5 separate regions of the Mus musculus genome follow, and regions 2, 3, 4 and 5 are each linked to region 1. A link is a contact called in public promoter capture Hi-C data. All regions are on one chromosome and are shown on one strand. The core of a region is the stretch at or near the end of the contact, and the rest is flanking DNA. Distances in the headings are between cores, read along the strand shown. Region 1 holds the start of Man2c1os (mannosidase, alpha, class 2C, member 1, opposite strand). Region 2 holds the start of Parp6 (poly (ADP-ribose) polymerase family, member 6). Region 3 holds the start of Idh3a (isocitrate dehydrogenase 3 (NAD+) alpha). Region 4 holds the start of Senp8 (SUMO/sentrin specific peptidase 8). Region 5 holds the start of Ireb2 (iron responsive element binding protein 2).

Region 1 (4,293 bases), core at 1,454-3,953:
CTGACTCCCAGGAGTGCTGTGCCCTGTGGCACCTGAGTGCCTGTTCTTGTGCTCACGCACAGGCACACCGCACCTAGGCTCCTATTTCCCCTCTCAAAGTTCTAATTTCCCTTACTGGGAATAAGGCTACAATTCAGGATACCGAGCCAAAGAGTCAAGTGTATTTGTAGAAATTCGAAGGGAATGAATTTTACATTGCTTAGCAACATACACCAACAAATGCTTTTAAAATTGTAGCGTGGGCCTTTAATCTCAGCACTCAGAAGGAAGAAACAGATCTCTGTGAGTTCAGAGCTAGCCTGGTCTACATAACTTCAGGATAGCCAGGGCCACAAAAAGACCTTGTCTCAAAAAATAAGATTAAGAAAATTTTTTACATTTATTTGTATGTGTGCACATATGCATCAACGTGCAAGTGTCAAAGTCAGAACAACTTGTAGTCAGTTCTAGGACTTGAATTAGGTTTCAGGCTTGGCTGCAAGCGCATTTATTTGTGCTAGTATCCCCATCCATCTCACTAGACTCCACTTCTTAAAAGTTACATTTAAACGTGATCCATAACATTGGGGTGGGGTGGGGGCTCAAATGTGGTTGGCCTGGACTTTCTGAACAACAGACTAGCTGTCATAGAATTCGACAGCCATCACCTAGCAAGTCATAACCAGGTATTTTATCTTCCATTTAAAAATCCTCAGTCCTGGGGTCAGTGAGATGGCTCAGCTGGGTATGGTTCTTGCCACTAAGCCTAAAGACCTGAGTTTTGAGCCCCAGGCCCCACATATCCCACCCCCAACCAAATAAATTGTAACAATGTTTTTAAAATCCCCAACACCACCATAAAGAAAAATAATTTGACTTCTAGGTTTTCAAAAGGTGGCACAGTCCTTTAATCCCAGCACTTGGGAGGCAGAGGCAGGGGGATTTCAGAGTTCAAGGCCAGTCTGGTCTACAAAGTGAGTTCCAGGACAGCCAGGGCTTATACAGAGAAACCATGTCTTGAAAAAAAAAAAAAAAAAAAACTCATGAATTTTGCCTTGGACTCCTGAATTCTGGGAATACAGGTGTGTGTCACCATATCCTGCTTTTAGGGTGTTTTTCTCATAGGAGGACAAGGAAACTTGGAAGTAATCAAGCCTAATGGGAAAATGTAGGGCAGTGGCTGAGGCAGCATGCCAGGAAGAAAGGGTCTGGCTTCCTCAGCTATGGTTCACCTCTCCCCCTCTATTTCCTTAAGACTGCTGGCCTAGAAGGATGGGGAGCATGGGTCTGACCAGCAGCAGCCTTGGCAGTTGCTACCTATGTACTATGTACTGCACCTCCCTGCAGGTCAGGGTAAGATTTCAGGGCCCTTTTAGGAGAAAAAGTCCTTGTGACCAATAAAACAAGGGACTTTGCTCAAGTTTTGACAAGTTATTTTAATTGGCATTGTATATTTCTTACTTGATCATTTTTCTGGGTAACCTGCATTTGGAATGTAAACCTGGTTATTTCCATTAAAGCAGGCTAGTTAGATTCCTCCTGTATTATTTTCTTCCAGACTCCTGCAAACGTTAAAGCTGGAGGTTAGCATTCAAACTTCCTTGCACTTGTTGACCTGCGTTAGATCAAAATTCTGGACATTGGGGTAATGGGCAACGGTGATGCATGTAATGTAATGGAGGATTACTGGTGTGCAAAGCCCCTTTTCTGTATTTCTGAAAACACCCGAAGTAGCCTTGCGCTTTTCATATTATGCAGTTACCAATGCTTGAGTAAGTGAAGAGAATGGAAAACTAAACCTTTCCCATGCCCTTCCAGGGGTTCCCTCCCTAGCCCTTCCTTCAGAATACCAAGTAGCTCAGGCTGTACTCAAAGGCGCTACATTGTCGCAGATTACTCCAATTTACACTTCCTGGTCTGTGAACTTTGTGCATCCTAGGCAAGCACTCTCCCTACCGAACCACACCACCAGCTCAAACTTACCATTGTATTTTAAAATAATTTACCCAGCTGTCTGACAGCAAGGCTGAGGTGAGAACCGCGAAGGCTCAGCTTCCGGGTTTCACTGGGAGGCTCCCCAGAGCCAGCCTCTTGCAAAAGCCGTGGTGTTCCCAGAAAAGCTGCTCGGGTCTGTAAGCTGGTTGGATGCCGGAACCTTTGGTTCCAAGCGGTGCAACGAGCCGGCAGCACCAAGGATCTTCCGGGGAGGGAAGGCGCATCGCCATGGCGGCAGCGCCGTTCTTGAAGCACTGGCGCACCACTTTCGAGCGGGTGGAGAAGTTCGTGTCCCCGATCTACTTCACCGACTGTAACCTTCGCGGCAGGTGTGGTCCTTGGCCTACCACACCCGCGCGCTCTCCCCTTCCCTTCCGGAGGGAAACCCAGGCCGTGGCCAACCGGGCCGCGGAACAAAGTTCCCGCCACTGCCAGGCCAGGGGCTGGGGAGCGAACGGTAGAGGTTGGTCTGTGCTGCTGAGCTGCCAGGCAGTCCTCACGGCCTTAGCCAAGGGAGAGCGTTTCCCCAGCCATCCGCTGGCTCACGGGTGGGACAGGGGCGGCTTCGAGCATGCGCCCATCAGCTGCTCCTGCCCAGGCTCTTCGGGGACAGCTGCTCGGTGACACTCTCCAGCTTCCTGACGCCCGAGAGGCTTCCCTATGAGAAGGCGGTGCAGCAGAACTTCAGCCCTGCGCAGGTCGGCGACAGCTTCGGACCCACGTGGGTAACGCCCAGTTTGGCGAAGCTCCGCCCCACGACCAAACCCTAGTCTGCTAGATAGCAGAGTGGCGCCCTCTGCTGAGAGAAGCTCCTTTATCCTTCGGCGTCTTCACTTGAGTATTTTCATCCCTGCTGCCTCTCCCCCTTTCCCTTTATTCTTTGACCATTTCTCTGATGCTGCACATGCATGGAGAACATCTTAAAGCCGAGGGTTTCCACTCCTAGGCCCATCAAAATGGCTCTCTTACAGATGGTGGACCTGCTGGTTTCGGGTAGAACTGGTCATCCCTGAAGTTTGGGTGGGCCAGGAAGTTCATCTTTGCTGGGAAAGCGATGGAGAAAGCCTTGTCTGGCGTGATGGGGAACCTGTCCAGGTGAGGTGTCCTCTCTTAGAGCCAGATACTGCCACAGATTAGCCTGGTTTTTGGAGAAGCCACAGCTGAATGAATGGGTCTCCAGAGTAATTTCATGATTTCGGAACTGAGGAAATTGCCAGTGTTTAGACACACCCGAAGAGGTTATCAGATCCCATTACAGATGGTTGTAAGCCACCAGAATTTGGACACCAGTGTTATAAATCCCCAGTTTTCATAAGCTAGTTTTATTGTGTATAGTACATATGTATTGGGGGAAACTTCAAATCATTCTAAAATGATATAAAGTAAGGTATTAAGTTATCTTCCCATGAATAATGAATTTCTTTTAACTGCACTTCACATTCCCCAGATGTTAAATGTTAAATGTCATACCAGGTTTAATCTTTGTAATGCTATGTGATGACACTTTATATCCATTATAGATTTTAAAAAACTAAGACATTTCTTTGTTGGTCCATGCAGCTTCCGTTTCAAAGTCCAGTAACTGGGTCCTAAAAGAAGTCAGAGCCCTAGCCGGGCGTGGTGCTGCACGCCTTTAATCCCAGCACTCGGGAGGCAGAGGCAGGTGGATTTCTGAGTTCGAGGCCAGCCTGGTCTACAAAGTGAGCACCAGGACAACCAGGGCTATACAGAGAAACCCTGTCTCGAAAAAACAAAAAAACAACAAAAAAAAAACAAACAAACAAAACAAAACAAAAAAAAGAAGTCAGAGCCCTATCCAACTTTCTTCTCTTCGATGGCACCCACCTAACTGAACACTGAGGATGAACCAATCTATCTCAAACTCCTTGGGCTTCTTTTTTAATTAATATAACCCAGAACCACCACAAATTCTAGACAAATGTTCTCACCACTGAGCTAATCCATCTCCCACCTCCCGTTTAATTCGAGAAAGGGTCTTGCTGAATGATCCCTGATAGTAGCCTTGATCTTGTTATTCTCTACCATGGACCTCCCAAGTAGCTAGAATTATAGACCTGTATTAATATATCTGCCTCACTCCATGGGGTTTTCTTTTATATATTCATGGGTAAAAAGGCTACCAGAGGGGGTTGGAGAGATGGCTCAGTGGACTGACTGCTAAGAGCACTGACTGCTCTTCCAGAGGTCCTGAGTTCAAATTCCCAGCAACCACATGTGACTTACAGCCATCTGTAATGGGATCTGATGCTCTATTCTGGTGTGTCTGAAGACAGCATACAGTGTACCAATACATACATT
Region 2 (4,314 bases), core at 348-2,847, 2.5 Mb after region 1:
CAAAACACCAAAATCTGTTAGCAGTCAGCGGCCTGGGGATCCTTGGCTCGATCCAGTTGAGACTCATGAGTAAGCAAGGAGAGAAACTAGAACCCAGGGGGCAAGCACAACGGCTCAAGCCAAGAATGCAATAATTTAATTTTCTCTTCTTTCCTTCCTTCTTTTTTTTTGAGACTGTTTCTTTGTGTAGCTTTGAGTGTCCTAGAACTAGTGCTGTAGACCAGACTAGCATCTCAGAGATCTGCCTCTGCCTTTAAAGTGCTGGGATTAAAGGCATGCACCACTACCGTCCCACACTTTTTTTTTTTTAAGGGTTTTTTTTATTTTTAATGTATGAGTATCTGCATGTACACCTGCATGCCAGAAGAGGGCCCAAGATTTCACTATAGATGGTTCTGAGCAACCATGTGGTTGCTGGGAATTGAACTCAGAACCTCTGGAAGAGCAGCCAGTGCTCTTAACCCCTGAGTCATCTCTCCAGCCCCACTTTTTTTTTTTAAGATTAATTTTACATATGCATGTTTGTGTTTTCCTGCATATATGTGCGTGCAACGCATTGGTTCCTAGTGCCTGTGATGGCCAGAGAGGGTAGTAGATCTCCTGAAACTGGAGTTTCAAATTATTGTGAACTGACTCGTAGGTGCTGGGAACCCAACCCAGGCCTTTGACAAGTGCAGCCACTGATCTTGGCTGCTGAGCTTTCTCTTCCATCCCAACTAAAATGTTTCATTTAGTTAATTTCTGAGATGGTTTCATATATCCCAGGCTGGCCTTGAATTGGCTATGTAGCTTAAGACTTCTATGGGGGCACACGCCTTTAATCCCAGCACTTGGGAGGCATAGGCAGGTGGATTTCTGAGTTGGAGGCCATCCTGGTCTACAGAGTGAATTCCAGGACAGCCAGGGCTATACAGAGAAACCCTGTCTCGAAAAACAAAACAAAACAAACAAAAACAAAAACAAAAAAACCACAAAAAACAAAAAGACTTCTAACTTGATTTTTGTGCTTCAACTTTCTGAATGCTGAGATAACATTATACAGACTACAGGCACGACACGGGATTTACACACCTGTGCATAAACTAAGGGTTTGTGGTTGCTAGGCAAACACTCTTCCAAGTGAGCTATGTCCCCAGTCCCCTGTGTGATGAGAAAGCCTGGGTGCGGTCGGTACACCGAAGCAAATGAACATGGGAGCAAGTCAGATTTCAGAATTTTAACTTTTGATTCCTATTTTTGTCTGGCTTCAAGCTGCACCAAAGGGGCACCTCAGTATCTCTATATAGGCAATCTAGATTACCTTCTTCTGCAACCCTCCTAACCACACGAGGCGACAAAGAAAAACATTATATTTCGGCATGTCCGGAGAACCTCTTTCTCAAGCTCCCTCCGGGCCCCAAAGCGCAAGCGCCACTCTCTCGCTTCCTCACGCCTTCAACTCTGGATCACTGCGCACGCGCGCCCTGGCTAGCACCCTGGGGTGGGGACACGCCCAGGTACAGCACGCACCGCGGTTGGTCGGAAGAGGACACCTGATCGCGGTGTCTTCGCCTGAGCATGCGCAGAGCGCCCCGGCGTGCCCGAGACCGCACGCTGAGGCGTGTGGTGCGCGACCTCACCCGCCCGCCTCGGTCCCCGCCCCTTGGCCTGCCGCTCCGCCCCCGCGGGGCGTCCCGGGCCGCTCGTCCCCTCCGCGGCGGCCGCGCGCGGCCCGGGGTCGCCGTGAGTACTCTCTAGGCTGGCGTGTGGGGAGGCTGGAGTGGGGATGGGGCGGGGCGGTCGGGCTGCTGGCAAGGTCCGCCCTGCCTGAGGGACCAAGTAAGGGATGCTGACAGGCTTCGCTCGGCTGGGCGGCTGGCGGCGGCGAGCCGCAGACGGGTCCTTAACGGGGAAGGCCGGAGCTGAGGGCTTTGGGGGACACCTGGAGAAGAGGCCTCAGGCCCTGCCCTGCATGCGCAGGTGTCCTCGCGAGCGTCTTGGTCTTCTCCCTCCGCCCGGGCTAGGGTTAGCGCTGGCCCGCGGGTCTCGCCCCTCCGCACCCTCCTTCGCCCTTTGTTTAGTAGCCTAGTCCTTTTGACACTTCCGTTGGAGTGGAGTTTTCTTCTCCTAGCACACTGAGCTGGAAGTCAAGCCCAGAATGTAGACGTTGAGATCAGAGGCGTCTCTTGACTAGGTATACGTTAAATGGTCACTCTGAAAAGTGCCAATGGACGTAGAGAAAAAGACCTTTGTGGGTCGTCCGAAGGCTTATTTACCGTTGGCACGATCTCATAGAAATAGACCAAGCGTGTTAATGCGAGCTGCCATCCCCCAGAATAAACACTGAGCCTAACAGCACACTTCTCTGGGCACTCTTAATAGTCTCTATTTGATCTAGCTCCTCTTGAAAGGTTCCAGATCTGCCCCCCACCCCCACCCCGAACTAGTTATTACATGAAAAAATGGATAGATTTGGCCCTATCAAACGTTCAAGTTACTTATGCAAGTTTTGTGACCTCCCTAGGTTGGAGTATTAAATATGTAACATGAAAACTTTGAACTAGGTCATCTCTCAGCCCCCTCTTTTTTTTTTTTTTTCTTTTTTAATGAATTCCGTGCTCCACCATCTGCCTTTTCCCACTCTCCAGCTTTTAAATCTACTCTCCATTCCTGAGAGAAGGCCATGGAGTGTTGAGGATTCAAGTCTTTTTTTACTAAAACAGTCTGGTTGGAGAAGCTGGTCATTTCATAACTGTCTTTTCCTTAGAAAAACTGATTTTTTTTACCCCCTCCTTTTAATAGCATCAGAAACCAAGCAGCAAACCCTGAGGAGATGCTCAGTTTTCCTTGACTTCTACAGTGAAAGACCTTGAGAAAGTTGGCACTTCTAGCCTAAGCTGCCCTCATTCTACTGCTCACCCCAAGACAACCCAGGCTGGACTGTAGTGCTTCCCTCTTCGTCCAGAGCAGCATTTGACTGTTTTCAATCTAAAAGAACCCTGGTCCCAAACTTCATAATTGGCACCTCAGCTGCTCTTGAAGGTGAATGAAGTCTTGATTTTTAAAAAGCATTTTGTGTGATTTTTGTCAGTTTAGTAGCAGCATTTAAGTTCTTATACTTACCTCCTATTTGGCCTAGGTACATAGCTGAGGGCTCATTCACTAATTCAGTAAATGTGTTATAGAGGCTGAGAATGGTGAAAACAGTAAAATCTTTGCTTATAGAGCTACAGTCAGGAGTGAGAGAGATGGCTCAGCAGTTAGGACCACTGGACTGCTCTACCAGAGGTCCTGAGTTCAGTTCCCAGCAACCACATGGTGGCTCACAACCACCTGTAATGGGATCTGATGCCCACTTCTGGTGTGCCTGAAGACAAAGTACTCATATACAGAGAGAGCTTACAGTCTGGTGAGAGATAAATGTAAGAGTGGTCAGAGCTGTGGTGAAGAAAACAATGTGGAGGGGGATCGAGAATGCTAGTGTGGGTATTTTATATGGGCAGTCAAGGTGACCTTTGGCCAGAGTGTGGATATCTAAAAAGGAATCCTAAAGGGGAGAACAGTAGAGACAAGATGTGTAGTGGGACTATTCTTACTGTGTTTGAAGAACAGCAGAGAGCACAGAGACAAAGGGAAAGCATTTGATTTTATAAATGTAGAAAATTTCAACTATGTACCCAAAAGTAGGGCATATAGGAAACCCTTGTGTACATTAGCTTCATCAGTTTCCATTTTTTGTTGCTGTTGTTTGTTTTGTGAAATGTAGCTCTTGGCTCTCCTGAGACTCAGTATGTAGTCTGCACTGGTGGAGAACACAGAGAGAACCTTTTGCCTCTGCCTTTAAAAATTCTGGGTTTTGTTTTTGTTTTTGTTTTTGTTTTTTGAGACAAGATTTCTCTTTCTAGTCCTGGCTGTCCTGGAGCTCATTCTGTGGCCCAAACTTGCCTTGAATTCACCGAATCTGCCTGCCTCTGCTGGGATTAAAAGTGGGCACCACCATCCCCCTGCAGAGTGCTGGAATTAAAGACACATCCCACCATGCTTGGTTTACAGTTATCAGCATTTTGCCAAATTTATTTCTTCTCTTTTCCCACTTATTTTATTTGGAACTGGGGTAATATTTAATTTTTTTTAATTGAAAATAAAATTCTGGTTGACCTACAATGAGTTTTTTCATACATATAATTGGACCTTATTTATAACCCCCCCCGAATATTTTTAAAGCAATTATCAGATATGAGGTTATCTCATCTCTAAGGGTGTTAGTTGTAATTGATTTTTGCATGTTGTTTTTTTGATCAGTCAGATAGTACTGCCAGCTTAAAAACTGCTATT
Region 3 (4,887 bases), core at 14-2,513, 2.5 Mb before region 1:
GACAGGTCTCCCACTCACTAAACAACCTGGGGCTCATCATATCAGCTAGGCTGTCTGGCAATGGCAGCAGGATTCACCTAGCTCTGGATTTTCATTGCTGGGGTTATAGATGCTCACTCTTTCCTGACTCTTTACATGGGTACTGGGTATTGAATTCAGGTCCTCATGCTTTTGAAACAAGCACCTAACCCACTGGGCCATCTCCCCAGCCCAAGAGCTGTGTTTTCTGAATTTATTTTATGAAAACACTTACATTTGCTAAAAACTTCAGATTGTACATTTACATCAAGTACTTTTTAAAAGATTTGTCTATTTTATGTATATGAGTGTTTTGTCTGCATGTAGGTGCCTGTGCCATATTGGTATCTGGTGCCCTGTGAGGCCTGAAGAAGGTACTGGATCCTCTACATCTGGAGTTACAGACATTTGTGAGCCATCATGAGGGTGCTGGGAACTGAATCCGGGTCCTCTGCAGACTAATAAATGCTTTTTATTCAGTAAAGCTATTAAAAAAAAATAAAAATTAGCCAGATGATGGTGGAACACGCCTTTAATCCCAGAACTCGGGAGGCAGAGGCCAGATCTCTGTAGGTTTGAGGCCAGCCTGGTCTAGCGAGTGAGTTTCAGGGTAGCTGAGGCTATGCAGAAGAACCCTGTCTCAAAAAACAAAACAAAAAAATGAAAATTTAAAAAAAAATGTAAGAATCAAGTTAGGCGAGGTGGTGCATGCCTACAGTCCCTGTACCTGGGAGATAGAGGCAAGAAAAGAGGAACCCCTGGCAGTCCGGGGTTCAAACCCAGCCTCAGCTACATAATCAGTTTGAAGCTCCATGATACTGTCTTAAGAAATGAAACAAAACAAAACAATGTTTGAAAATAAGCAAGATATTTGTCCCAGTGGGACCGCAAAGTTTTAAGGGGCGCACAATCCCCCAAATAAAGAAGGCTGATTGGTCCCCTAATAGGTCGGAAACAAAAAACTCATCCAAACAGCTTTTCAATGAATGAAGCGGGAGGAAGGGGAGGAGGCTTCCGGGTCGCAGCTGGGCCCGCTCCGCGCGTCATCAAAAGATGAAGGCGGTGATTGGTCAGCTAGCGGCAGCTGTGCAGCGGGGTCCGGAGCGGGGCGGTGAGCGATCGAGAGACCCGAGCTAGGGGCGGGGCCACACGGAGCCTCGGGGCGGGGCCGTGAGGGGCGGGCTTGGGAAGAGGGCTATGCGCATGCGCCCTGGTGTTGCCGCTGTCGCCGCGGTGAGGGAAGTGGACGCGATGGCCGGGTCCGCGTGGGTGTCCAAGGTGAGCGCTACAGGGCAGCAAGCTCGAGGGCGAGCAGGGAGAGTAGGCTGTGATCCCGCCTGATGGATGGCGGAGGCGAGCGCGCGGAGGCGGCTCATGGCCCGCGGGCAGTGTTTCGGGGAATGTGGCCGGCACGCCGTGCGTGGCTAGCCCTGAGCCGGGACAGCCGCGCCGGGCGGGGACGGCGTCAAGGTCAAGGCGGCCAGTACTGCTCCGGGTGTCCCCACCAGTGTCCTCCAGGATAGGTGCACAGGCCTCCCCCGGAGCCCTTGAGGGTCACAGACAGGCCACCTAGGCCCCGCGGCCCTGTCACCTGCGGGTCTCCGGGCAGCATGCCCAGGTCGCCCCTCCCTGATCCCTCAGCCTTTGACCGGGTAAACGCTGGGCGCAAGAGGGTTTTCGAGGTGAGGGAATCCCGGGCCGTTAGGCCAGCCAGATTTTTCTCTCTCTTGGAACTCTTCCTAGTCTGATGCCTGGTGCCCTGGTAGGTATTCCTCCTTCAGAGGACGCAGGGCATCGTGCTCCTTGGAGTTATACTCTGAACGTTCAGGGAGATCGCATCATCGTCCTTTCACCTTCAGTTGTTGGGACCCAGCGATCTGGGACTCTCTAGTTCTCCCTGATAGTTCAGGTACTAGAGCTGGAAGGCGCTTCAGGTTACATATGCAGTCTTTTCGTTTCCTGGTGGAGCTGACCTGCCCTCGAAGACAAATTTGCTCAAGGTCATACAGGAGGTCATTGTCATCTTTGAGAGAAACCCGAGGTATTTTGATTTTCTGTCTCTCCGGTGGCCAAGGTCACTTAGCTAATTATGGATATAGTACTGACCAGGCCGTAGGTCATCTGATGCCGTCGTGGGTGGCTCTCTAGAAGTCTGCTATAAGCAATGCAGATTTTTAAATGAAATTTGTATTGCCCTTCTCCTTTAAAGAGAGGTTTGGAGATGCACTATTGTTTATTAATAATTCAATTTAGGGGTTCTTAATTTTAAATCCTGACAAAGCCATTGGCCAATTGTGTATCCTCTGCAAACTATTTAACATCTGCGAACCCACCTGTAAGATACATGTGCTTGTGTCACAGGTATTTCTGCATGAAAGCACCTATTCCATGTAGAAGGACATGAAAGCCTGAAGCTTTCCTAGCTATCGATGTATCTGTCTTGGCAGTGATCAAGCAGACAGTGATTCTGGGACATCAGTAACTAGGCTTTTTTGTTTGGTGACTAGAATCTACGTTGTCACTATGTTCAGACCCACTTTTGCTTGAGATGCTGTTAGGTCACATTTGGTTTTAAAGGTGTAGCAACAAGTCAGTCCTTTAATGTCTGGGCTTACACACTCTACCTGATTCATGTTGCTAGGTGTAGTCAGCCTTGGGGGACTAAATAAGGCTAAGTAGTAAAGAGCGTCCTGGAAAATTGCTTTTTCCTTTAGCCCTGTAAGAAATCCACAAGAGTTCAGAACTTATTGGCCATAGGGTCAGAAGATGCTCCCCTGGGACTTGATTGCCTGTGTGACCTTTGGCAGAGTGGCCCAGGCTTTGGTTCAGTCTCTCTCAAGGGATTAGGGCTTAAGAAGGGGCTCCCGAGGTTAACTCGTGCTGAAGTACCAAATGGTATTTGGATTTTTATAGTACTGGGCTTCCTTTCAGGCAGGGCTTTGTTTTGTTTGAAGACAGTGTCTCCACTAGTCTAGCTGACGCTATAGGTAAGGCTGACCTGATCTTCCTACTTCCACCACCTTCCAAGTTCTGGAATTAGAGTTATGAGCCACCACACCCAGTGTCCGTTAAAGTTTTATTTGTTTCTTTTTCTTTTTTTTTTTAAAAAGGGTCATTTGCAGATCATAGGTGCTTTCCCAGTGAGAAAGTGAAGGTTTTAGAGGTTTTCAAGGCTCCAAAGACAATGATGAGCCTGGCTTACTTCCTACACAGTATCTCTTGGTTTGGGTTGGAATATGAAGGTAAAAAGGAAGCGAGGAGCCACAGGGTTAAGGTGATCCAGGGCCTGAAATCAAGGTCGGGAAGGTAAGGCTAGGTCCTCTTGCCTGAAAACGCGTCTCCTTGGGAATTACAGGAGTAAAATGATTCACAAGTATAGTATAAGGTGAAAGACAGTGTGTCATGTGAACTTCTCTCTGGATGGACTTTGTCAGTGCATTATTTCAGTCCAAGAACATAGAGGAGAGATGAAAATGTGGGAAATCCCAGCTGTTAGAAGACAGCCATTGCAGGCATGGAAGCTGGGATGGGAACCCTCAGCTACAGGCAGGATTGAGGATGGCCTGGCTTGTACCAGGCACTGTAGACACAGTAGCAGACAAATCATAAATGGCTTGCATGTCTTGGGATGCTTAATTACTATTGTAGTGCTGGGCCTTAAGCCTGGTGACAGGGGTACTCTACCACTGAGCTACCTCCTCAGCACCTTTCTTTCCCTCCGTTTTTAATTGTAAGATCTAATCTCAATACATTACCCAGGTTGACCTTAAACTCACTCTGAAGACCAGTACAGCAGGCTTGAGGTTTTGTTTTGGTTTTTTTTGTTTTTTAAGACGGTTTCCCTGTGTAGCCTTGGCTGGCCTAGAACTCAGAGAATTCCCTGCTATACTACCACACCAGGCTCTCCTCTGTTCAGTATGTACACTGGCTTCCCTGGAACTTGAGAAACCATGCATTGGTTTATAAGCTCACTTGCACTCCCCGTTTTGTTACCCCAAAACAAAAAGCATAGACTCTGTTCACAGATCTTCCATATATAAACTCAATTTCAAAAATATCAAAAGATTTCAAAATCTTTAGTGCTGAGATTGGGGAATTGGCTCAGTCTGTAAAGTGCTTGTCCTACAAGTGTGATGCCCTGAATTCACATTTCCTGCACCTGCAAAAAATTGGGTGGTGGCACATGCCTGTAATTCCAGCATTAATGAGGCTGAGGCAGGAGGCTCCTTGGAGCTCCCTGGCCACATCTTCTTAAGTTGGTGAGCTCCCCTGTCTCAAAAACTAAGAGAGGAGGACACCTGGTGTGGACTTCTGACTTTCACATGCATGCACATACTAATTACCACACGTGCCCACACAAACAGCCAAAGACAGAAAAAACACAGAATATCAGTCTAGGGTTTCAAGTCTGAGCAGGTCAGCCAATTGAGCTAATAATATTTGAGACAGTATTCCTGGAACTTCTCCAAGTTAAAAACAAAACCAAAAAACCCTCCAGTTTTTCCAACTCCCCCAAGCAAAACTATCAGAAATGACTCAAGTATTGAGCTGTGAGTTCTGTGTGTAACATTTCTCTGTTGATATTAATGTAGGTCTCTCGGCTGCTGGGTGCATTCCACAACACAAAACAGGTGACAAGAGGTTTTGCTGGTGGTGTGAGTATAATTACATCTTTTATTTTTTCCTTTTAGAAGTTTCTCAAGAAAGATGCTCAAATACATTTATTACTTAGCATTCCTTCTTCATTTACTTAAAACTAAAGGGAATTGGCCACACGTCTAATGTATACTAAAATTATTGGCAGACAAATACACAAATCTCTTATCATTTTCCTATTTAAAAGGAGTCTGTTACATCTGGCTATGTAAG
Region 4 (4,532 bases), core at 594-3,093, 2.6 Mb after region 1:
TCTAGGGCGAGTGGATGTTGGGCTTAGAATCCCATAATTGGCTCATCTCTGTTTTGGGGGAGGGGCTAAAAATGTAGATGGTTTTTAAGCTTTGAGCCTGGACATATAGCTTATACAACCGGGTTACCAGGAAGAGGAAGGGTCCATAACTGAGGTGATCTGATTAGGATTGGAGATGGGAAGCAGAAGTGGTAGCCGATGCAAAGAGGATCCGAAAGCTTACGGCCGCCTTGGCTACCAAGCAATTCAGTGAGTCCCTATTGCAAAAACCCAAAGCAAGAGCAAAAACTGAGAGAAGCTGGGGATAGGGCTCAGTTGAGGAGCACGGCCTAGCACTAGCTGCAAACTTCCCGCCTACATGCCCTCCCCGCCTCCCACGCACACGGAACCGTCCTGACTGGAAAGGCAGGAGTGGCTTCCCTTCTCTCAGTTCCCAGAGCAGTCATTTAATTCTTTCAGTCTTCTGCTAAAGCTTCTCATCTTATCTTCAATTCTTTCTCGTCAAAGGATTCCTGCTTTTAAGGTTTGGAAATCAACTCCCTCAGCTTCTTGTCTATTCACACCACTCATCGCTCCTGTGTAGCTTGCTGGACTCTACCCTTAACATTAGTCATCTAGTGAGCTATAGTTTGTTGGAGGGGTATTAGTTTTACTTAAAAAAAGAAAAAAAAAAAAGCATCCTAGGTGATTCTAATGGACGGACAAGCTCGTGTTCTCCTGCTGTTTTTCTCTTCTCTACCCCTCCTCACCCTTAGTCATTCACTTTCAGGTTCCATGGCTCACCCTTCACTCACCCATCACGCCCCGACCTCCCCAAGTCAGGACTGACCCAGAGCCCAGAATCTAGTGCTTGTTCTACTCACTGAGCTAAACTTCACTTTATTCTTTGAGGCAAGGTTTCACTATGTATCCCCTGCTAGCCTGAAACTCGGCGTGTACTACCATATCTGCTTTTTTTTTTTTTTTTTTTTTTTTTTTTAAAATTGGCTCAGACTGGCTTCCCACTTGGAGATCTAGCTGCCTTATTCTTTCAGGAGCTAACAGGCCAGCCATCCCAGGCAATCAGCCATCTTCAAAAACAGCCTTTGCACCTGCATCTGATTATTTCTTGCACTTGTTATAGTTAAGTTTCCCCCGCCTTGTGATCAAGATTGGCCTTAAATTCACTCGCCACATAGTCTAGTTGTTTCAAATGGAAGTCTACCTGCGCGGTTTTTACTAGGTATATGCCAATCCTCTTGCTTTTTACTCTTAGGTTGTTTGTCACATGCCTTTGTACTAGCCTTTCTCTACTCCCATTTTCTTTCTGGCCAGTTTCGGTCCACCAAGGTTTTAACACGAGTTCTCCACAGGCCTGAAAGTCATTTGGGAAAAGTCCTCTTCTGCAATCAAGGACCCCCCCCCCCCCACTCCCCCGTTTGTGTTCAGCTCATCCCGTGTTATTTTACTGTGTTACCATTGCGGATTCTTTGTTTCCTACATCACAGCACTTCAAAAGAGCGGATATTTTTTCATTTTCTTCTAATATTCTGGATTTTACAGCATAGAAACAACTCAGTGAAAAGTCTGTGGAATGAATGGAAAGAAATACTTGGCCACGGGGGCGGGAACAAGTGGGGGGAGGGGCGTGCGTGTGTGGAAAAGGGGCGGCGCTGAGAATCCAGCTGCAGAATGAGGAAGGGGCTCGGACACACTAGAGTCTGCGTGGAGCGCAAAGCGATCCACTGCTTCCAAAAACTGAGACAAACCTAAGTAGGGAGGAGGCGTCTTACCTATTCCTCAGGCCTCACCAACCCAACCAGCCTTCAGGGAGCTCTGTACTGGCCGGAAAGTGAGACTTAAGGTCGTAATCCCAGAGTTTGCCTTTCCAACCTTACGACGTTTTTATGTAGTAATCGAGAATCTAACACGGAGGTCTCAGCCCTGCCGTAAAGTGAAGAAGGAATGGGGAGGCGGGGCCATTCGGAGGGTGGAAAATAGGCGTGTCCGCGCAAGCGCAGGCAGCCCGCTCCAGCAGCGTCACGTGCGGAGGCGGGGCCGGGCGGGGCTGTCCGGGGCTTGGCAGCAGGGGGCGTGGGAGGTAAGTGCGCGCGCGCCTGCTCGGCTGCTGCTGGAGAGCCGCGCGGGGCGGGGCCGCGTGAGCGGGGTCGGGGGCGCGCAGGCCTGAGAGGACTGGGGACGCAGAGGCAGTTGGCGGTGGCCGTCGGAAAGTCCTGGCAGGACGGGGAGGGACTGCGGCGGAGATACCGGTCCCCGGGCAAAAGCAGGGACCGCGGTTTAGCTTCCAACGCGTGCTCTCTGGGCGGGGTGCGGCGGGGGATGTGCCTGCCCAGTCCGGGCGGAGTCTCTCTGACAGGGCGGGGGATGCGCGGCCGCCGCTCTCTCGGACCCTGAGGCGACTGGGCCCACCCTCGCGGAACCCTCCTACCCCCCGGCGGCCTCGGCCTCTGCTTTCTCCTTCTGACCCTGGAAACCGAGCTGGGGAAGCGGCTACCGCCGAAGAGGAAGGGGCTGTGGTGGCCACCGCGGCGCAGCCAGAGGTAAGACCCGCCCCAGCACCCAGCGGCCCTGCCGCCTGGCCTGGCCCGGCCCACGTCTCCCGCTCGGCTCTTTGGCTCCCGGAGGGCTGCCCCGCCCCGCCCCGGCGGAGACGCCCCGCCAGCAGCTCTGCCCCTAAAGCCTAGCAATCGCCGGAGTACCGCCGGGATTCCACCCCCAGACTCGACTCTCCCGTACCTTTCATTGACCAGACACCATTCTGTCCACCAGTAGCCGCGGCGCTTCTGTCACTGGCCCCCTTCCACCTCCTGCTAGAACCTCTTTAGACCCTCTTTAGGACTCTGACTGGAACCTCTAGACACCGTTATGTCGGAGCGGATCCTTGTCTGGGAACCAAGGCCACTACTGCTTCCTAATGCATTGCTACGTCCCAGATCTTTGGGTATCCTACGAGTCATCGCTACCCGAGCTTTCATAGGGACCCTCACGCAGCTTACTTCCAGTCAGGTTTGCTAGGTTTTCCCCCTACCCATACGAGCTTTCAGATAGCCCAATGTCATGATGCTCTTACCTAGTAGGTCTCCGGTTAGCCCTTCAAATCACCATCAGAGTGCTGGATCGCCCCCTCACACCCCCCCCCCCCCCGCCCTGGTGTAGTTTCTCTAGAAGACCTCTTAAGCAAACCTTGTTACCTGATTTCTAACCAATCGGGATCTTTGGTTGAAAAGAAGTTTCCAGGAAAACTCGAAGGGGTTATTTACATAGTCCAGTATATTCACTCCATTGGATTTTAAGGAGTCAGACTGAGACCCATGTTTGGAGCCTCAGGGACTGGTTGCTGAAAGGGAAAGAGAGCAAAGAGTGTGAAAGCCCAGGCAGGGAGGGTATGTGTGCTGTTACAAGGGCAAGCTGCTTGCTCCTCATCTTGTCTCTTCAGTAGAAGGAAAGAACCAGTCTATATCTTGTCACTTCTGGGCTTCTGTAAGGATTAAGTTGCATTACACCAATGAAGATAAGTAACTCTTCATATATTTGTCTCAGCACTGTAGATTTGTACAGATACACAGGTTTTTAACTAGAGGAGTTTTGGATTTACTGTTTTTGAACTTGTTAGAAAAACAGCATTTATAGCTGTTCTTAATCCCTGAAGGCTAATGTTTTTAGTATTTTTTTACCACCCAGTCTTCTCCAAGGACCAAGTATAAGTGTCATTCAGAATTGAAGTTATTATTAACAGCTTTCTTAGTAGTAGTAAAATATTGAATAAAATGTTTGTTGAAATTATACTCCTGAGATGTCAAGAGGGAAGCGTAATGTTAAGTGTTAAGTGTATAATTTTAATGTTTATGTAAGGGTGGGGGATATTTTTGTAGTTAGTACTTACGGTTTTTTTTTCCTTTCATTTTTTTGTGTCTGTGTGTAATACAGGGAGAAAAACCAATTTACATTATGGGTATTAATGAGACACAGTTTAGAAGTCAAAACCATCAGAATAGTGTAGTAAAAAGTTTCTCTTTCTCCAATCTCCAATTGTTCATTTTCTATTTTTCAGCTTCTGTAATTGGTATGATGTGATATTTCCAGCGTTTATAAGCTTATATCTGTATTTTAAAGACACACAAACTATACACAAATTATTCCATTTTCACATACTACTGCTGAGTCCTAGAGATCATTCAGCAATAGTGTTCACGGAAGAGCCACATTTACTGGTTGGGTAGTATTCCATTTTGATGGACTTGGATTTATTTTTAGTCCTTTTTCTAAAAATTACTGCAAGCTTTTATTCTAAATGTACCAGGTATTATATGTATAAATGATTTTCATGGTTTGAAAAAATTCTGATAATTATTTTTGTATTGAACCTATAAAAAGAAGTGTATCTGAAGTAAACTTCTCATGGACTCTCTTGAGCTACAACTCAAGACTACTTTTAATGGTAATTATATTTATCAGATCAATTATTAAAGGATTTGAAGTGAGGGACCAAAATGTTCAGATGAGCATTTTTAAAAGTCACTTTAGAGCAGATT
Region 5 (4,778 bases), core at 456-2,955, 2.3 Mb before region 1:
AGCAATTAAGGCCATTTGTGCTCTTGTAGAAGACTTCAGTTCAACCCCCAGAACCACAACAAACGAATTTTCAAAAGCTCAAACTAGTGAAAACCATGAGATTTGAGAGATAGGTTGGTAATTAGGATGATTCAACACCCTCTTCTGGCCTCCTTGGGCACCTGCACACACATGACATACACTAACATTGAGATACACATATAAATAAATCTTTAAAACATAAAAAGAAAAGCCCAAGTCTTGAAAGAGTGAGTAAGGGTTAGCCAACGGTGTACAGGAGTGTTGTTTCAAGAGAAGCAGAACTATTCAGTTCAGCCTCGTGAACAATGAAGTTATACGTGAGCTCTTGCTTCCATCTGAATGCATCGCAAATCCAGACTCAGTTTCTTGGTATGTGAGTTTGGTTACTGTGTCCTTCCTAGTTTGTTTCAGTTTCATGGAGATGATTTCGAGAATAGTCATGCCCTTGAGACTTTCTGAGAAGACTGTCACAGTTGTTAAGGTCAGGAAGCCAGTGGATCAAGTGGACTTCTAAACAGTAATGGAAGAGAGGAGCCAAGGATAGCGTGCTGGTATGTGCTTAGGCGGTGGCATTCGCTGGTGTAGGTGACAGACACATAAGGACTCAGTCACTGGCTTGGGTGGCAGTGGTTGTGGTGGTGGTTTTGCATAGGAGATGCCTGTGGTAACAAGCGTTAGGATATATTCCTCTAAGCTTAGGAGATGGGTTTGAGTTGTAGGTAGGCTAGAGAGCATCAGCTTATGAACGGATAGCTGGAGCCAATAGACAGATGAATGAGCCAGAGGAAATGAAATCTGGTGCAAAGCTCATGTCACGAGATAGAGTTAATGACAGTACACTTAATAGCTGGGCAGAGAAAGGCCCTGGTAGAGGAGACTGGGATGAAGCAGGCTTGGAGGCCAGGAAGTACAGAATAGTTTTGGAATTATGGAAGCTAATACAGTTTGTCTTAGCAAACATACTAAACAAACAGTTAAAGCAAGAGCTGGGGTATTAGCAAATAGTTATGCCTACCTTTATCACAGGCATTTTTGGAAGTGGAAACCAGTCTGAGAAGGGATAGGAGTGGGGAAGAAAAGGGCAAACCAGACAACTCCAAAGAGTCCGCTAACCAAAAGACAAGACAGGGAAGACATAAGGACTCTCCCTGGCGGGGCCAGAGAGAAACTTAGGACACCATCACGTTTAACTGCTCCTGGGAAGAGAAAGGTTGAAGTTATAGGAAAGTATGGACATTTTAATTCATTCAATTAGTCGATTGCCTATGTGTCCCATTAACCCGGCCTTGTTCTCTTGAGAATGCACGAGTGGGCGCCTCATTACATCACGGCTTAACACAAGGCTTTACCATGCAGGGAGAACTTGAGTCCCAATCCTGGCTCTTTCCTACAAGACAGTCCTGCAGACATCGCGGGACCTCAAAACCTCACGGTATACTTTTGGGCCCACAAGAAAGTAACGGAACCTATGGCGTCCCGTTGTCAAAGTTACTAACCTCCCAGGGTTCCGCCCCCCCACCTCCAGCTCTGGAGAACAACAGAGGCTGCGCAGAGACCCGCCTACCCGCTGGCTCCGCCCCGCTCTTTCTTTGTTTCGCCGGTCCGAGGATCTCGCGAGAGTTAGCCGGCAAATCCCGCGAGCGCGGACCCCGGGCCAGCTCTGCGGCTCTCGCGGTGCCTGCGCGAGACTGCTTCCTTCCTCCTTTCCCCTGCCCGTCCGCCCGTCTTCCTCCCTCTCTTCCCGGCCTGGCCTCCCCCTCCTTCCCCCGCTGGCCCCCTCCCCGCAGGGATAATATGGTCTCCGGCGATGGACTCCCCAAGTGCAGGTCAGTTCCCGGCCGCCGCCTTAGCGTTGGCGGCTGGTGGCGTGCGCTGCTGTACATCCGTGGCCCTCGCTGTGCTCTGCTTACGGTCACCCGGGGGGGCGGTCGGGCCCTCAGGGCTTGGTCGTTCTCTCCCCTCGGGGCGGAGGCCGCGAAGGCCGGGCGTCCCCGCCCGCGCGTCCCGCTCTTCAGCGGAGCGCTAATTCCGCCCCTGGCCGGGGCCCGCTGCTTGTTGGCTGCAGCCTCCAGGCCCCCAGGAGGAACTGCTGGGGCAGGGACAAGCCCACGTCTTTCTCTGCCCGCCCCCCTTTTGTGAGCATTGAGTGTCGGAAGACCTGGCTCCCTTGTTTGGCTTTCACTCTGCTGGCTGATCCTTCTACCCAGCATCCTGGGATCTCCCTTTCTTTGCTCCTGGAAGTGGAGGGGCTGTCGAGGCTGAACGTTAGCCGGTTCCCAGATCATTTGTTGCAGTCTCCTCCCCCATCCACCTCCCTCCACAAAAGAAAAACACTGTTCTTTCTGAATGGACTGTGCTTGTCTTTTCTGGTTTTGGAAGAAGATCTTAGAGCAATGTTTAAGGGTCTCACCCATCCAAGTAATGAGGCCGCATAATGAATTTTTATCTACCTCACCCTTTCTCACAACACTGAGAGTGGGGGCATATTCAATTAGTGCATAACCATTAAGGGTATATCTCTTAGTAGAATCTAATGTGCCAGTTTACCTAGATATTTTGATGGTCACTTTAAAAATCATCTTTAGTGTTCTGTTGTTGGATTTTTAATTGCCTTTTGAACCTCTAACAATGGTTTTGTCAAAGCATTATCTCTGTACTTAAGCATGTTCAGGGCACGATTTCTGAATGCTTGTACATCATTTAAACCATTCTTATGGTCTCTTTGCAGACATTTAACATTTCTAAGATTGAAAAGCCATTGGGTGGGTAATGCTGTAATCCCAGCATTCAGGAGACAGAATGGGCGATTATTGCCTCTACTTGCAGGCTCTCCTGGGTTGCCCAGTGAGGTTAAGTCCACTCTGGGATACAGTGACAACACCCTGTGTCAACAGGCAAGGTAGAAAGCTGTCTGTCTCACTAGTTTCTGTTTGACAAGAGTCGAGGTTTAGAATTGTCCCCTTGCAGTCCCGTGGAGACGAGTCTTGTGTCTGTGGTATGGGACAGTCAGCACCTCCATCACTGCCTCCATGGTTCAAGGTGGCCCTCGTAGCTGCCCCGCAGGGTAATGCAAATGTGCAATATTCCCATCAGCTTTCCATCACACACAGAGTTCTGCTGAGCAAAAGTTTGGGTGTTTTCTCTTTGAATAAGGTTCTTGGTAACTGTAGTTAATGTACTTAATGTATTTGATGGAATGTATTTAATGAAAGGCATTTGTTCTTTTTCTTCTCCAGGATACACCTTTGAGTACCTTATTGAAACATTAAATGGCAATTCACAGAAGAAGTTCTTCAATGTACCTAAACTTGGCGGCACCAAGTATGGTAATGTTGCTTTACGTTTTTCGTGGGCTTAGTTTCTAGTAGTTACAGTGCATTGGTCAAGGTGAGCAGAAGACATTTTATAAAACTTCCTTTGGGACTTTTGGTTGAGAACAATAGAAACCATACCTCGATTTCTTCTTTAAACTTTTAGTTAATTAGATGCTGCCTCTCCTCCCCTCCCCCCAGAAGCTAATCTTATTTTTAAAAGAGAACATCATAATCTATAGTGACTGAATGTGTGTGTTAACTTTTTCAATGGTCAGTGCCTCTGGTTATTGTTTTGTTTTTGTTTTTTTCAGGACAGGGTTTCTCTGTAGAATGTGACTGTCCTGTCATCCACTCTGTAGACCAGGCTGGTCTCATACTCAAAGATCTATCTGTTATTGCCTTCCAAGTGCTAAGATCAAAGGCAGGGACCGCTACTGCTTAGAGCCTCTGATTATTCTTTAAAAATATTTATCATCTTTAAATAGAATCATCAACTGAGCCCACTGGTTCAAATTGTTCTTCACTGCTAGGCTTGATTCTCTGACACTTTGGTAAACGTTTTCACATTCCTCATCGGGGTCAAACCTTTCATCGCATTCTCAGAAAAATGAACGTGCTTAACCTGGCCATTGGATGGATGGAGTCTTAACTTTGATTTTCAGTTGTCTTTTGTTTTGAGACATGGTCTCCTAAGTGGCCCAGGGTGGCCTTGAACTGTCATTTCTGTCTCAGTGCTGCAGTGGGAAGAAGGTCCCACTAAGCACAGCTTTTGATTTAGTTGACAGTTGAGCAATTTTTCTAACAAGACCAAAGAATAGAAAACCTGTTTGGAAGAATGGTTGCTGGTGTAAGCTTTTATGAAAAAAATTCATGGCCAGCCTTCTACAGTTTGGAGAGAGATTTTCTTTAGTCCTGTTTTATTGCTCCTTTATAAATACTGCAGATTTTTATGAATTTAAATACTCTTCATGTATTATATGTATCTATATGCATTTTGAGACAATGTAGGTATTTTTTTTCTTAGAACTATATTGCTCTTTAAAAATAAAAATAACTATTCCCTAGAATGGCAACAGTAGCATTCTTTCTGTTGCAGTAATTTGTACTGATAAGAGAGTATGGGTATTTTTTAATATTTTATGTCTATTATTTATTTTATCCCATAAGTGATGATGATTTTGTATTGGTTCTAGAAGATTGTTTACCAAAAAAGGGAGGGGGCATTGGTTTAGTAGGCAAAACGCTTGCCCCATAGCGTGAGGACTTGAGTTCAGACCTGCAGCACTCACATACAAAGCTCAGCATAGTCATGTATCTGCCAGCTCTCCACAAGCAGACTCGGGCAGGACCGATCCTCATTTGCCATCTGCCCAGCCATTCTAGCCAAAACAGCAATGCTCTCTAGGTGAGGGACCCTGCTTCTCTTAGGGTGGAGAGCAATAT

What was found. Promoter capture Hi-C pulls out the DNA fragments that hold promoters and counts their contacts.
Region 2: a contact with region 1 is called in a promoter capture Hi-C map of erythroid cells, with 33 times the contacts expected there. The contact joins the promoter of Parp6 here to the promoter of Man2c1os in region 1. A contact is called at or near these places in 2 of 39 promoter capture datasets (erythroid cells and liver).
Region 3: a contact with region 1 is called in a promoter capture Hi-C map of erythroid cells, with 26 times the contacts expected there. The contact joins the promoter of Idh3a here to the promoter of Man2c1os in region 1. A contact is called at or near these places in 2 of 39 promoter capture datasets (erythroid cells and liver).
Region 4: a contact with region 1 is called in a promoter capture Hi-C map of erythroid cells, with 28 times the contacts expected there. The contact joins the promoter of Senp8 here to the promoter of Man2c1os in region 1. A contact is called at or near these places in 2 of 39 promoter capture datasets (erythroid cells and pre-B cells) and 1 of 9 other capture datasets (liver).
Region 5: a promoter capture Hi-C map of erythroid cells shows a contact between it and region 1, with 19 times the contacts expected there. The contact joins the promoter of Ireb2 here to the promoter of Man2c1os in region 1. A contact is called at or near these places in 2 of 39 promoter capture datasets (embryonic stem cells and erythroid cells).

Annotation. Positions count from the first base shown.
Region 1 is chr9:57,128,587-57,132,879 of GRCm38.p6, forward strand. Man2c1os (mannosidase, alpha, class 2C, member 1, opposite strand) reads right to left here and starts at 2,704. Exons shown (of 2, transcript NR_102289.1): 1 at 1,963-2,704; 2 at 1,396-1,541. Man2c1 (mannosidase, alpha, class 2C, member 1) reads left to right here and starts at 2,191. Exons shown (of 26, transcript NM_028636.2): 1 at 2,191-2,303; 2 at 2,573-2,695; 3 at 2,946-3,069. The coding sequence starts at 2,203.
Region 2 is chr9:59,615,687-59,620,000 of GRCm38.p6, forward strand. Parp6 (poly (ADP-ribose) polymerase family, member 6) reads left to right here and starts at 1,598. Exons shown (of 24, transcript NM_001205239.1): 1 at 1,598-1,722; 2 at 2,782-3,021. It overlaps Gm51709 (a long non-coding RNA gene), which reads right to left and starts at 1,438. Exons shown (of 3, transcript XR_003948337.1): 1 at 1,301-1,438.
Region 3 is chr9:54,585,248-54,590,134 of GRCm38.p6, forward strand. Idh3a (isocitrate dehydrogenase 3 (NAD+) alpha) reads left to right here and starts at 1,264. Exons shown (of 11, transcript NM_029573.2): 1 at 1,264-1,296; 2 at 4,611-4,673. The coding sequence starts at 1,270.
Region 4 is chr9:59,748,806-59,753,337 of GRCm38.p6, forward strand. Senp8 (SUMO/sentrin specific peptidase 8) reads right to left here and starts at 1,844. Exons shown (of 2, transcript NM_027838.3): 1 at 1,773-1,844. It overlaps Myo9a (myosin IXa), which reads left to right and starts at 2,369. Exons shown (of 44, transcript NM_173018.2): 1 at 2,369-2,540.
Region 5 is chr9:54,862,050-54,866,827 of GRCm38.p6, forward strand. It overlaps Ireb2 (iron responsive element binding protein 2), which reads left to right and starts at 1,706. Exons shown (of 22, transcript NM_022655.3): 1 at 1,706-1,847; 2 at 3,258-3,347. The coding sequence starts at 1,829.